2 separate regions of the Mus musculus genome follow, and region 1 is linked to region 2. Evidence: chromatin contacts called from public Hi-C data. All regions are on one chromosome and are shown on one strand. The core of a region is the stretch at or near the end of the contact, and the rest is flanking DNA. Distances in the headings are between cores, read along the strand shown. Region 1 overlaps Plekhg1 (pleckstrin homology domain containing, family G (with RhoGef domain) member 1). Region 2 has its middle 32 kb from the start of A330032P22Rik.

Region 1 (4,473 bases), core at 1,354-3,853, 210 kb before region 2:
GAGATGTTTTGATAAAAGAGTAATAAACCCTGAGGTTTTGCCTCATTTAAGCTCTGTAAGATTTTTCAATACACAAAACCAGCAAAAAATGCAAGGAATGGCCCTCTAGTCAAGCTTTGACAAATGACACTTGTGCTTGCTCAGGGCTCTCTATTGTCTCTCTTTATCCTGAACAAGGTCTCCTCACAGTGAGGACACGAGACACCAGATCTGTGGGAGTTGGGGGGTAGGGAGGAAAGGGGCCCAGCAGCTCTCCCCAGAAAGAGGTTTCAGAGAGGAGGAGGGAACATGGATTTTGTTAAAAACAGATCCATTGAGAAGGAGGACAACATTAGAGCTGAACTCAGTCCACAGAGCAGAGGATTCTAAAAACTGAGTCAACTTCATCTCTTCGTGTAGACATGGTTTCTGTAACTGCCTAGGCTGGCCTGGAACTTGCAGTCCTCTCACCTTCTCATATTTTCTCTCATGGTGTTCCAACTCTCTCTGTGAGCTCTGCACGTCACTTTGCTACATGGGTGGCCTCAAAGCTTCACCAGCCAGAAAAATGACTAGTGATTTCAGAAGCAAAAACACTCCCATGTCACAAACCCAACAATGACCTACAACCTACCCAGGAACTAACTCTGGGAATTTTGAAATAAAAGAGACCAAGTAATGGCCTATTCAAATAGATATAACTTTTCCACATACATGTTACCAATGATCACATGCTTAACTTAGACAATGATGAGTCATATCAGTTACATAATATACTAGGGTACCTCCCAACTATTCTACAAAGCCCGTGATGGCAACATAGCTAATTCTCCAAGAGCGTTTTCTTAGGGTTCATCTGATGGAGAAGAAACAGGTTTTAAAAATAAGCCTCATGGGCTAGAGAGATAGATAAATGGTTAAGAACACTGGCTGCTCTTCCAGAGGTCCCAAGTTCAATTCCCAGCAACCACATGGTGGCTTATAACCATTTATAATAGGATCCGATGCCGTCTTCTGGTATGGCAGAAGATAGCTACAGTATACACAAAATAAAAACATCTTAAATATCTTGGAACTCGGACATAAAATAAGGTTTCAACTGGCTACCAAGGTAGGGGCTACCTGAATAAAATTATTTAGAGAGAGGAAAAAGCTGGAAGAGGCTAGCCCAACTTTCCACTTACTGGGTCACACAGATGGCAACAGGGTTCTTTATGCTGTGTCTTTCCAACAACTATAGGATCTTCTACTACCAGAGAGGGTTGATAGCAAGTACGCCACTGCTGCTGTCGGCACTAGTGGCCGAGGGGAGTATGGGGCAGAGCTTATTAGAAATCTTCGATGTGCAAATAGAGTTTGTTAGCTTTTGAACCAAAAATGGCTGTGGTCTGCCATACTTCACAGTGTTTTTTGAGGAGGAACCTGAGAGCCAGAAGACCTTAGAACCTTAGAGCTACTGTCATAGCCAGTACTAAGCCTCCTGGTACTGGCACCTAGAGCAGAGCTGCGGTGGTCAGCTATGGAAGGTTTGGCTTTGCATGGCTCCCACTGAAGAGGTAAGGCAATGGAGTCTTGAAAAGCGGTCAGTAGCAGCATACCCCCGGGCTCAGAAGGCTGTGACAGGCCAACAGGCATGCTAGCATCACATGGTACCTGGAACCCACACACAGTGGGACCTTCATAGTGAACCCTGCCTTCTGGCCTCAAGGGCCAAACTTCATTCTCTCATAAATCTCCTGTCTTGCAAAAGATGGAAACTGCAGTTATATGAAAAGCATGCAGTTTGCTTTTGCTCAGATCACCAAAAGAAAATAGAGCTAGCCGGGAATAGAGCCCAGTGGTAGAGCATTTGCCTGGCACCCACGAACCCTGGGTTCAGTCCTCAGCAGTGCAAACAAACAATAAATTACTGCTCTAGATATCCATCTAATCACTCAAAATATCACTTATGAGAACCCTGTCCTGTGAGCAGATCTGCTCTTCACTCTCGCCACCTTTGTTTCTGTCACTCTGTCTCTAAGTTCTGAGAACCAAGATACCTGCAGGCAAGTAAGTGGAGCTTTTTATTTTTTTAATTAATGATTGATGTGGGAAGGCCCAGCCCTCTATGGGCAGTACCACCACTGGACAGATGTTTCTGGGAGGTACAAGGAAGGTAGGTAGTTGAATGTGAGACTGAGGAAGGAGGAGCCAGTGAGCAAGCACCCCTCCATGGTCCCTGCTCCAGTGTCTGCGTCAAGCTTCCTGCTTGAGTCCCTGCCCTGACTTTTGTTACTTAGTTTCTGGTGTTTATCACAGCAATAAGAGGAAGCCGACTACAATACCTAGTTAACTCATCTTTTAGGATTCTTCCAAGGTCCTCCTGTGTCTCAGGGAGTTGGAAGCTCTCCTTAGTGGTTATTGTAGCAATTCCAGAATATTCTTCAGGAGAGCTAGCAAGTCTCTCCAGAGCTCTCACTCTCTCACAGAATAACGAGAGCAATGGTGGGAACCCTGCTCCAGCTGACCTATCTTGATGGACAGAATGAGTCTCTGTAATGTGAGCCTGTGCTACCGGGGATAAAGAGAGCCAGAAAGGGAAGGGTTAAGGGAAGGCCTGTCACTCTGTGTCAGCATCAGAAGCTGCATAAAATTTCAACCCAGCTCAACATTCCTCCTTTGTCACAAAGCAGGAAGAGGCTGCTAGCCCTGCTTCTCCTCTCAAACTTTCCCCTACACTGGCCTCTGCATAAGAAAAGAAATGCTTTTCTAATCAAAAGTAGATTAACTCCCACCCTTTCTCTGCATTTGCAACACCATTGTCCAGGCCTTAAACAGACCCCAGGGGGAGTGATTTATCCCTTGCTTTGTGCTTGGCAACTCTGCATTTATTGTGGGCTAGCTCACAGACCCAGCCTTACTCTCTTGGCCCAGGGTGGGATTGCTGGAAGCCTGGGTACAATTACAAAGGCAAGGCCTGCTCAAAAACAAAAGAGATACTGGTAGGTTTTCTTGTTGACACAGATAGAGAAAAAACAAAACAAAACAAACAAAAACTCTGAACAAGTTTCATTAATCTTTCTGACTAAAATACAGGTAGTTTTATTTTCACAATAAATGGCTTCTTGAAATTAGTTCCAGAAAGATGAATGTGAATGCAAGGACTTCACAGCTCCAATCCCACATCACCAACTCCTGTGATGCAGAAAGCATAATCTACAGCGACAGGCACTGTTTGTCTGTGTTAATTAAAAATAACAAAAGGAAATATTATAAAGTGTAAAGAATGGCCTCTCCCAATACCACACAAACACACACACACACACACACACACAACACATACACAACACATACATATATATACACACGCACACACACAAACATGACACATACACAACACATACACACACACAAACACAACACATACATATATATACACATGCACACACACAAACATGACACATACACAACACATACACACACACTCAACACATACACAAACACAACACATACATAACACATACACACACACACACACTCACACACACAAACACAACACATACACAACACATACACATATACACACACAAACACAACATATACACACATACATACTCACTCACATATACACACATATACACAATACATACACACACACAAACATAACACATGCACAACACATTCACACACACATCTGCCCACACACTCACACCCACACAACATACATACATACATACATACACACACATACTTCTGAAGGGACCTTATGGGGAAAACTTAGTGTACATCCATTCTCCATTCCTTTGTGACCTGTCTTTGAGTAGATTTCTTTACAGAATAGTTAGCTAAAGCAACCTTAGCCTCTGCAGCAAGCGCTGGTCTTTGTATCTTATTAGGGAGTTGTCTGCAAAGCTTCTCACGATGTGCCTACTGCCAGCACCCACTCTCCCTTCCATGGAGGAATTTATTTTTTCTTTTTTATGAGATGACACTTCATTTTGGTGCTGAATAAGTGTATAAAAATATATTTGATCTCACAGGTCTCACCTCTAGACAAAGAACTGCAGGCAACTACAGACTGTTGAGGAGGGAGAATTAACCGTGCCCGGTAATGAGTCCCTTGGCTATCCAATACAAAGCCAGCAGCCCTGAAACCATAGATACATAAACAACAAAAATGGATTCAGAGGTTGTACATACGTATTTTTCTGTCTGTTTGATTGTATGTATGTATGTATGTATGTATGTATATATGAATGTGTACATGTATTTGTATGAATATACATATATGGTATGTATATATATACATGTGTATAAGTATGTATATATGCATGTGTGTATGAATGTGTGTATGTATGTGTATGTGTGTGTATATGTGTATGCATGTATATAATGTGAATGTATGTATGTACATGTGTATGTATGTATATATGTATATGCATATATATGTGTGTATGTGTATATGCATGCATGCATGTATATGGTATGTGTACATGTGTGCATACATGTATGTAT
Region 2 (4,489 bases), core at 1,039-3,538:
TTCTCCTTCTCCTCCTCCTCCTCCTCCTCCTCCTCCTCCTCCTCCTCCTCCTCCTTCTTCTATTAGATATTTTTTTCATTTACATTTCAAAGGCTAGCCCCTTTCCTAGTTTCCTCTCTGAAAGTCCCCTATACCCTCCCCCAGCCCTGCTCCCCAACCCACTCACTCCTGCTTCCTGGCCCTGGCATCCCCTTGTACAGGGGCATATAATCTTCACAAGGCCGAGGGCCTCTAATCCCACTGATGGCCAACTATGCCATCCTCTGCTACATATGCAACTAGAGACACAAGCTCTGGGGGTCATGGTGGGGTGGTACTAGTTAGTTTATATTGTTGTGCCTCCTATAGGGCTGCAGACCCCTTCAGCTCCTTGGGCACTTTCTCTAGCTCCTTCATTTGGGGCCCTGTGTTCCATCCAACAGATGACTGTGAGCATCCACTTCTGTATTTGCCAGGCACTGGCATAGCCTCACAAGAGATAGCTATATCAGGGTCTTGTCAGCAAAATCTTGCTGGCGTATGCAATAGTGTCTGGGTTTGGTGGTTGTTTATGGGATGGATCCTCAGGTGGGGCAGTCTGTGGATGGTCCTTCCTTCAGGCTCTGATCCGAACTTTGTCTCTGTAACTTCCTCTATGGGTATTTTGCCTCCCCATTCTAAGAAGGAATGAAGTATCCATACTTTGGTCTTCCTTCTTCTTGAGTGTCATGTGTTTTGCAAATTGTATCTTGGGTATTCTAAGTTTCCTGGCTAATATTTACTTATCAGTGAGTGCATATTATGTGTGTTCTTTTGTGATGGGTTACCTCACTCAGGATGATATCCTTCAGATCCATCCATTTGCCTAAGAATTTCATAAATTTGGACTCCAGAAAATCAAATAACCCTATTAAAAATGGGGTACAGAGCTAAACAAAGAATTCTCAACTGAGGAATACTGAATGGCTGAGAAACACCTGAAAAAATGTTCACCATCCTTAGTCATCATGGAAATGCAAATCAAAACAACCCTGAGATTCCACCTCACACCAGTCAGAATGGCTAACATAAAAAATGCAGGTGACAGCAGATGCTGGCAAGGCTATGGAGAAAGAGAAACACTTCTCCATTGCTGGTAGGATTGCAAGCTGGTACAGCCACTCTGGAAATCAGTCTGGCAGTTCCCCAGAAAATTGGACATAGTACTACTGGAAGATCCAGCAATACCTCTTCTGGGCATATACCCAGAAGAAGTTCCAACCGGTAAGAAGGACACATGCTTCACCATGTTCATAGCAGCCTTATTTATAATAGCCAGAAGCTGGAAAGAACCCAGATGTCCCTCAACAGAGGAATGGGTACAGAAAATGTGGTACATTTACACAACGGAGTACTACTCAGCTATTAAGAACTACTTCTTATTCTCCTCCTCCTTTTCCTATGGAAAAACAACTCAAGTAAACCTCAACAACCAGAGGATATGCCATTGTCAAAACTGCACTGAAAACACACATTTCAGACAGTCCCAACCCTAACAGAATTTATAATGAAGACAGATGTGTTAAGGCTTACTTTCTTCACATGAGGACTCATTTTAGGATGTGCTATTGGCAGAAGCACAGCTAGATGGGCTCTACAGCAAAGCTTGAGGCCAGGTCAGACACACATCTGCACTCAGGTCAACAGTGAAATCACAAAGACGGGCTTTCATAAAATGACACTGCATCCAGTTGCATGTGCATGTACACCAACATACACGAGCATGCAAGCACACAGCTACAAACATACATACAACACATGAACATACAAACACACATGAATAGGCAGACACACCTATGCCCATACTTTTCCTTTTCTCTCACCTCTCTGAAACCAAATGTTCCAGTTGGATTGAGATTTAAATTTTAATCAATATATAGCAAAGCTTGCTAGAGAGATTTGGAGAAACATCATTTGATGCCAATGAAAAGGACACCGGAAGCAACAACTGTTAAAGAAAGAGAGAAGAGAATCTGTCAGGGACCCACTGAACACCAATCAGAGGTACAAGATGTATATGTATGTGTAAATGTATATGTATGCATGCCCGTGTGCACACATACACACACATACACACACACACATCAACAGTTGAAACTAAAAAAAAAAAAAAAAAAAGGAAAGAGAGAATGTGGGTAGAAAGTTAAAGTAGCCTGGAAAGGAAAGTTGAAGGAAGAGGCTGATGGAAGCAGGGAAGGGTCATAGCACCTATGCTGCCAAGAATCCCAGAAACACTGGACAGCCAAGTGTCCACGGGTTTATGAGCAAGGGATGCTGGGGAGAGCAGCTGGAGTGGCTGGAGACAGCTGTAGGGCAGACTGCCTGGATAAAGAGCTCAGAGAAGTGAGGGGAAAATGCTGCTAATTTAAGCAGACCATTGTCTTTTAATGAGAAAGTATGTCTAAGGCTGATGGCAGGCATTACAGTGCACAGGGGTGGGACTTGAGAGAGAGGAGAGTAGAAAAGGAGGGTGACTGCTAGTGGTTGCTAAGAAGGCATGGTTCATGGGAGTTATTTGAAACACTGTGTGAAGAAGAAGCTCAAGTCAACCTGAAACCCTCTCTGAGTAACAGGAGAGGGAGGAGGGGCTATAAATGAATATAAGTTATTGCATAGTTTTCACAAGTTGACTGTGCTCATTTTACCAATTGATATATTTTAATCTTTCTAACTAGTATCATTAGTATTCGTTAGCACTAGCACGATGCTATTCCAAGCTTTTCGTCTATGCTGACTTGTTTTTACCTCCAAACAGCTCACTGAGAAGCTATTTAGTCTTCTCCATTTTAAACCTTAGGAAAGGGAACATGGAAATAGATTAATAAGTTTTCCCAAGGTCACGTGGAGCCAAGATATCCACCAAGTAAGTCTGGAAGCCCTTCTTATCACCTCAGTGGAGATTGTCTTTATTCCCTGTACAGAAGGGAATTCTGTTGTGGGGAATCCATGATGGTTGATTATAATAAACAGGAGGGCTGTGTAGGTGCCGCAAAGGCCCTAAGGCTTCTAATGATTGTGCACTGCTGGCTTCTAATGATTGTGCACTGCTGGCTTCTAATGACTGTGCACTGCTGGCTTCTAATGATTGTGCACTGCTGGCTTCTAATGATTGTGCACTGCTGGCTTCTAATGATTGTGCACTGCTGGCTTCTAATGATTGTGCACTGCTGGCTTCTAATGATTGTGCACTGCTGGCTTCTAATGATTGTGCACTGCTGGCTTCTAATGATTGTGCACTGCTGGCTTCTAATGATTGTGCACTGCTGGCTTAAGCAAGAGCCGAGGAAGCTTAGGCTCGGAAAAACCAGGACGCCAACAAGAAAAAGCCTCTCAGTGCTGCCTCTTAAGTTATGTTGCTAATAATTTTCATATTTTTCCAAAGGAAAGAATATGTTCTCTTTTAGAGAAACCCTTGGGGAAATATCTTAGGATTCTGACTCTTAAAGTATCATTTGAAATGGATTAGTGGTGAATAAACAGGATGTAATAGACTTATGGACAGCCAAGGTGAACTAAGTCATTAGAAAGGGGCAAAACAAAGCGTTACCTATTGAGCAAACTGTTCAGTTTTATTTATAGGAACACTGTGTTTTCCCCCAAGGACTGCTGAACTGTCAGGATTATTTATATCCCTTGGCCTGCACTCAGGGGTATCCTGTGATCCCAAAAAACATGACTCACGCTTCCAGGCTCTACAAGGTGGTCAGGCACACACATCCTCCTAACCACCCATTGCCTGCACACTGATGGGCAGCCTGTATAAACTCTAGTTGACTGACTGGTTGATCAAATGCTTGGGATCTCTCTCATATACAGGTTAGATTTTAGAAATCCAAACAAGATGTTTACAAACAAACAAAGTTTTGTACTGAGAAGATGTTCTATGAATCTCCAAAGACTACAGAGGGTACCAATTTTGTTTAGAGGGCCAAAATGTTTGTATAATGTTAATGACACAGAGTGTGACTGCAAAAACCATATAGTGGCAGGAACTCTATGTGTTTGTATATGGCTTATGAACTCATACAGAAGAAAGAAACCAATGTCACTAGTTATCATTGTTAAGGAAGAAACTGCCCGATAAGGTTAAAAAATCATCTATAAAATGGTTAACCCTCTGACTTGCTGGAACCAGGAAATCGAGTGAAATTGCAAACCTTACTAGGAAGCACATCAACCAAACGGAAAGATTGTCATCGCCCACATCATTATCACTTGCATCTTCTTCACTTGTAATTAAAAAGCAAGCTCCTTTTATTACCTCTAGAAGGGAGCAGAGTGTTCACGCAAACACGCATTTACAATTTGTGTTGACTGATTTCTTCCAGAAGAACAGTGCATCTAAGACAGGGAAGTCTAAAGCAGAGAGGGGGTTTCTGACGGGAGGGTAGGCAAGGTAGAGAACCAGAGAGAATCGACATAAAGCAGGAAGGTTCCATGGAAGACTGAAAAGAAGAGGCGATCAGAATGG

Evidence for each region. Hi-C and Micro-C count contacts between places; a contact is called where the count stands out from the background.
Region 1: a Hi-C map of uterus shows a contact between it and region 2, with 1.7 times the contacts expected there. The contact joins two enhancer-like sites. A contact is called at or near these places in 2 of 484 Hi-C or Micro-C datasets (brain and uterus) and 1 of 9 other capture datasets (liver).

What each region holds. Positions count from the first base shown.
Region 1 is chr10:3,890,256-3,894,728 of GRCm38.p6, reverse strand. The region is part of intron 3 of Plekhg1 (pleckstrin homology domain containing, family G (with RhoGef domain) member 1); the gene reads right to left. Among named protein-coding and RNA genes, the nearest start is that of Mthfd1l, 81 kb to the left of the region's middle. Within about 2 kb of position 2,603, at least 75 of the 459 cell types and tissues checked have an H3K27ac peak or open chromatin away from gene starts, as enhancers often do. A contact at or near this core is called in uterus, where this site is marked.
Region 2 is chr10:3,683,865-3,688,353 of GRCm38.p6, reverse strand. No RefSeq gene overlaps it. Among named protein-coding and RNA genes, the nearest start is that of A330032P22Rik, 32 kb to the left of the region's middle. Within about 2 kb of position 2,288, at least 2 of the 459 cell types and tissues checked have an H3K27ac peak or open chromatin away from gene starts, as enhancers often do. A contact at or near this core is called in uterus, where this site is marked.